Linked DNA regions of Sus scrofa: region 2 is linked to region 1. Evidence: chromatin contacts called from public Hi-C data. All regions are on one chromosome and are shown on one strand. The core of a region is the stretch at or near the end of the contact, and the rest is flanking DNA. Distances in the headings are between cores, read along the strand shown.

What was found. Hi-C and Micro-C count contacts between places; a contact is called where the count stands out from the background.
Region 2: a contact with region 1 is called in a Hi-C map of brain, with 5 times the contacts expected there. The contact joins the enhancer-like site here to the promoter of NOVA1 in region 1. A contact is called at or near these places in 1 of 5 promoter capture datasets (liver), 5 of 47 Hi-C or Micro-C datasets (adipocytes, brain, embryonic fibroblasts and 1 more) and 1 of 2 datasets of contacts at active chromatin or transcription factors (skeletal muscle).

The regions. Positions count from the first base shown.
Region 1 is chr7:72,803,794-72,806,738 of Sscrofa11.1, reverse strand. NOVA1 (RNA-binding protein Nova-1) reads right to left here and starts at 1,601. Exons shown (of 5, transcript XM_021099190.1): 1 at 684-1,601. The coding sequence starts at 819. It overlaps LOC102166401 (a long non-coding RNA gene), which reads left to right and starts at 1,799. Exons shown (of 3, transcript XR_001305691.2): 1 at 1,799-2,183.
Region 2 is chr7:73,622,039-73,624,820 of Sscrofa11.1, reverse strand. No RefSeq gene overlaps it. Among named protein-coding and RNA genes, the nearest start is that of STXBP6, 740 kb to the left of the region's middle. Within about 2 kb of position 1,515, at least 8 of the 83 cell types and tissues checked have an H3K27ac peak or open chromatin away from gene starts, as enhancers often do. A contact at or near this core is called in brain, where this site is marked.

The DNA of each region.
Region 1 (2,945 bases), core at 352-2,851:
ATTGTTAAGATGACTCCAGTGCAAATGAAGAAGCGATACCGGTTCCGTTATAACTCATCTTCCCAGGAAGCGCAGGATGTTAACTAACAAGTCACAGTACCAGACACCCCCACCCTCGTATGCACACCCCTGAAGACAAATCAATGAGCTATTTGCACCGACAATATAAGTGCTGTAAGAGCATGCACTCATCAAGATTTTGCATACTACTTGTGGCCCAAAGCAAGGGGATGAAGAGAAAAACTCTCCGGTGCCCCAGTCATTTGCTCTCCGCTACCCAAGTGCCATTTATTTATTTATTTTATCAGACTGTTAAATGCAGCGCGCATCTTCGGGCGGCCATCACCTCACTCGGGGTCATCCTCCTCCTCCTTAACGGACCCCCTTGCCCAGGTCTAGGATATTTAAATGGACAGCCTTTCGACCGATTAAATGGAAAGATAGATCTATTCCGAAAAACCGGTCGCCATTTTGATGAATGATAAACACAGAAATGGAAATGTGTAGAGGACGGCGAGGTGCGGGGCAGGTGCAGGGGAGGGGGCGCGAGGCAGGGCGCGGGAGCCGCCGGGTTCGGGCTAGAGGTGTCCGGGCCGCGGGAGGGAGGGAGGACGGCGGGAGGGAGGGAGGCAGGGGCGGGCGGCGGGGGATGGGGCCAGCGGGGAGGTGGAAGCGATACCCACCGCCCGTATTGGTCCTCTTGGTGCTGCCGGCTTCAGGGGGGGCTTCCAGCGGCCTTTTCCGCGAGTCCGGCGGGTCCAGGTCTATGGGAACCCCAGTGTGGGTCCCGTTCTGCTGGATGGGAGCTGCCGCCATCATGTTTGCAGTTCCTGCCGCTTCTACCGGGAGAAGGTTCTCCCTTTTGTTTTGGCTTTTTCTTTTCTTTTCTTTTTTTTCTTTTTTTTTTTTTTTTTTTTTTTTTTTTTGCTTTTGGGGTTTCTTAAGGTTGGTTTGTTTTTGTTTTTGTTTTTAATCGGATCAATAGAAATCTCTTTAGGAAAAAAAAGCAATGTTGCTGGTTTGTTCTCACTGGGGAGGGGGCAGGGCTGTGGAGCAGCTGCAGTGCAGTGTCAGAAAGGAGACAGGGGAATGGAGGGGTGTGAGAGACGGAGGGTGAAAGAAGGAGAAGAAAGGAGAGAGGGGGAGAGAGTGGAGAAGGGAGAGGGGCGAGTGAATGAGCGGGAGGAGGGGAGCGGGGAGGACGGGCAGAGGGAGTGGGAAAGCGCTAGGGCTGGCGGGGCGCGGGGAGAAGCTGAGGAGGAGGGGAGAGTGAGGGAAAGAGTGAATGAGCAGGAGGAGGGGAAGGAGGTGGATGCGGAGAGAGGAGCGAGCGGCGGAGGAGGGCTAGAGCCGGGAAGGAGCGCGGCGGTCCCCGCGCCGCGCTAGCGCTGCGCTCACTCCCGCTGCTGGTGCTGCCGCCGCCGCCGCTGCCAGAGCGGTTCTGCCGTTGCCTGGGCTGCTTGGCGCTGCTGCTGCTGCTGCCGCCCGGTCTCGCTCATTATTTCTCCCGCTTTGGGGGAGGGGGGGTAACGGGGAGGGAGGGGGATGGCTACGAGGGGAGGGTAGTGAGGGGTTGAGTTCGCAGACTCCCACACACTTCGCGCTCGGGTCTCTGCCTCTCAGCAGCGCCGCCGCCTCCCGACGCCGAAGCCTCAGCCTGCGGGGGCGGGCGGGCGGCGAGGAGTGGAGGGGGGGGGCGCCAAAGGGGGAAAGTGAGCGTGTCTGCGCGGGAGTGTGCGCGCGGGGACTGAGCGCGTGCGCGGGGGCGCGCGATGGCGGCGGGGGCGAGGACGGGGGCCAGGGCGCTCCTTTGGGAAGGGGAGGGGTGAAAGGTCGCCTGTCCCCGGCAACACGGCTCAGGCAAACGTAAGCGGCTTGTCGCAGAAACCGAGGGGGTCCAAGAAGCGCGCTAGGCTGGAAGGCGGGAAGCAGAGATTACTGACAGCCGTGCCAGCCAATAATATGGAAACCTGAGAAAGGCTCTTCAGGCCCCTTCCCAATCAGAAAACTTGGGTATGAGAGAGAGTGAAGGGGCGGGATGGGATCTCGGTCCAGCCGGGACTGGAGCAGCGACAATTTTGGCTAGTCTGAGAAGGGCATTCGAGTGACCGTTGACAACGTATGGGACAGCGTCAAGGCTGAGGGAAGAACCTTGACCTCATGCTTCCAGGACTTCTAGCTAGGTACATTAGTTTTTATTTTTAAGAGTTTAAAAAACATTACTTAGCATCTCACACAAGGGCTGTTTTGTACGGCGTGATTTCATCAAGAGTATTTCTCGCACTTTGTGACTTCGTCAGAGAACTTAAAAGTATTAGTCGCCGCCTTAAATCCTTTCGGAAACAAGCCAGGATATAAATAAATACAGCTAGGTACGGATTTCCCCTTCACAAGGCGCCGAGAGGCGGACAGGCAACAGCTGAGTGTGTATCCAAAACTATATACTGAACGAATTATGAATATAGGAATAAAATTCATTGTAATGTGCACAGTTTATGATTATACAGATCTTCGATATATAACGAGCCTGAACCGCAACTCAGAACACTACAGAAAAAACAATTAATGTATCTGGAATAGACGCTGAAAGTCTGAAAAGATTCCGTCTACAGATGAGTAAACTGACTCAGTGAAGTATTTTGCTCAAGGTCATACATCAAGTTGGTAGTTTAATTAAATCTCTGTGCTAGGAAGCAGAGATAGTGGAAAAGCATGAGCTTCGGCGTCCAGAATCTTGGTTTCAAGTCCTTGCGGGCATATTCTAAAAGTGTCTTGAGCAATCCCTTAACATGTTGCTGTGTAGTAAGTGCTTACCATGTGCCACTGCAATCCACTTCACATGTGGTGCTCTTTACTTGCACTATGTCATGTAGTTATTACTATCCCATTTTATGAGGCAGTTTTAGTTTAGGTATATTAATGATTTCCCCCAAAGTCACAATAGT
Region 2 (2,782 bases), core at 266-2,765, 820 kb before region 1:
AAGCAAAACATAAATTACAATGCTGAGACAGAGCTTTTCTTTGCTAGTTTCAGGTCAAAATATAAATCCAAATCAAGAGAAAGTTATCTATGTTGTCGGGGAATTGGCTGTATTTTTGCCAATGCAGGTGATCCCGGGAAATCTCCTAGCTAATTATTCTTAGTTTGTTTTTTTTTTTTAAAGCATTATAAAGCAATGGAACAACTAAATAGTCTTTATGTGTTTTGCACATGGATCACAGCAGTACTCTAAGCTCTCCTGACTTGCTTTGGCAAAATGAAACATTTTTCAGTTCAAGGATGCTTTCTTTTTCATCATGTCACCATGTGGCTATCATTACCACTATTATGACTACCACAATTATCTGAATATTTAATAAGTGTATATTTAATGAGTGCCATTAGGCAGTGGAAGCATGAAAAACCTCCACCTCATTAGCCAGGGTAAGTTATCAGAGTTAATCCACAACTGATGGCTTGTTCCTATTCCTATTGCATCAGCTCCACAGACCCTGTATGATTCAGGAAGACAGCTTCCAATGCAGAGAGCTCCAGGATATTATGGCTTCCTAGAACTGGGCAGGCACTGTCTCCCAGGAAATTCTACGTTCCTTCTCTAATGCACTTCATCTCTTCCAGATACAATCTCAGAAAACAACTGAACAGTTTGTGAGGTGGAATCATGAGACAAATAGTAGAGGGAATTATATGCAGTATCCAATGGGATTGTTTCTTGTACTGTACCATCTTATAGGGGACTATAGCTTTAACCATAGTCTCAATGCTAAGAACAGATCTAAAGAGCGTTAATACTACTTGCATCAAGTTTCTGACCTACCTTTTGAGTGCATTACACTATTTAGAGCACTATTTGGAACACTAGAGGAGAAATGTATGAGGAAAGAAGGCTGAAGGGATACTGGCTTTAATTTCAATTTCTTCTGAATTAGATCACATTCTAAAATCCCAAGTGTACACATTAGTCTACGAAGAGGGAAATAATTATGAAAGTGCTCCAGTCACCACTGCATATGGCCAGACTGCTTGCTAGAAGCAAGGATAGGCGACAGTGCAAGAACATTTTGTCCTGCATTAAGCCCTGCTTCTCTCAGAGGCTCAGTGTCAGATGCCTGGTACTCCGGTTCTTTGGGCGGGTGAGCCAATTAGCACATTCCCTAGTCTGGAACTGTGGTTGCTGTGTCTGTGATCTGCATACTGATTCAGATGAGATTTGACCTTCTGGGCAGAGAAAAACAAGAATCCCAGGTGAGAGGGAACACTGGCCTAGATTTTCCTATCCCTTCTTCCCTATTCTTTATTTCCAGGCACTCCAGCCTGGTAGCTTTTTCTGACTAATTCAGAGACTGGAAAGCAGTTCTATTTTAGCTGAAAATTTAGACCGATGTATAGCAAAAAAACTATTAAAAATCATGTTATTTACTTCCCTCTGCCAATGTCAAAAATGGAAAGCAGGTAGCTCCTTGTCATAGTGACACTCTTGGCCCACATGGGGGCAGTACTAGGTAGTCAAAAGCCTCCAAGAGCTTCCAGGGCCAGCAAAAAGTCTGACAGGAGAGAAACTTTAAATGCATAAAGCAGAATCAGGTTAGATTTTCATAAGCACAAAATTCCTTAAAGCCAATCATTATACCTTTTGAAATGTTCCTACTGAAGGAATTAGGAAAGAAAGATGTCTACCAAATTTCCAGCTGCTGGCATAATCACTTGCCAGGAGATGTCAGGTAAAGTTTTTGATTGATTACTCCATTTAACTTTACTTTTAATACACGTACATGAAACAAACAAACCATTTTTAAAAATCACATTTGCAAACACTATTCTATGTTAGTTGAGAATGGTAAAGGTATATCATAGGTATAAATTTTCAGCTTTTTACTGTCTGATATGATGAATTGTTTTGATAAACTTTTACATAAAGAATTTCTAGGGAAGGTAGATGTGCTAAGGGTACATTCATTGCCAGGGGAAGTTTACCAGAATGTTTAGTGTACAGAGGTTATTGGTGGCTTAAGGATACTGAAGAGAGCTCTTTCAGATAGGCCTTGTTAGCTATATTTCCACAACATGTATTACCGAAAGACTCAAAGTCATAAAGCCATTGTTTCTTACACAGAGGAGAGCCTACATAAAATATGCATTTTTTTAGATGGTGAGTCACATTCCAACCTCCAGAAAACAGACCTGGAATTTAGCTGATGAGCTCCTAATCCTGTTAGGCCATATGAAAGCAGTGGCAAATGACTACAATAGTCTGGGGCACAGTGGTATGATGCATGCTGGACACCTCTTCAGAGAGGAGTCAACAGGCTCTCCTGGTGATAGTCTGCCTTTAATGTCATTAGCATTGGCTCTTGTAGTCCTCCTTCCTCCCTCTACTTCCTTCTTTTCCTTTCCCAGTCTCTGATCTTTTGGATAAAATTAAACTGAACTGTCTCCATCTTCCTCCTTAACTTTATCCCCCACTCTGTGGATACACATACCAGAATAGTCAGTCGCACCCACAGAAATTGTTTCTCCCCGAGGGGATCATTTGGTACTCAAATGGCTACAGATCCTGTGCCAAAGCAATAAGATTATTGGAGAAAATTCAGTGTTTGCCTTTATATTCACTTTCAAAATCTCATTAGTACATAGGTTATTTTCCCCATTAAACGGCTACTTAGAATAAGGAATATTAAAAAGCACATCTTTTTTCTTGTTTTAAAATGGCAGCTTGGACTAGCATGATGAGAACTGTCTTCCTGTTCCATCAATGTTTTCAA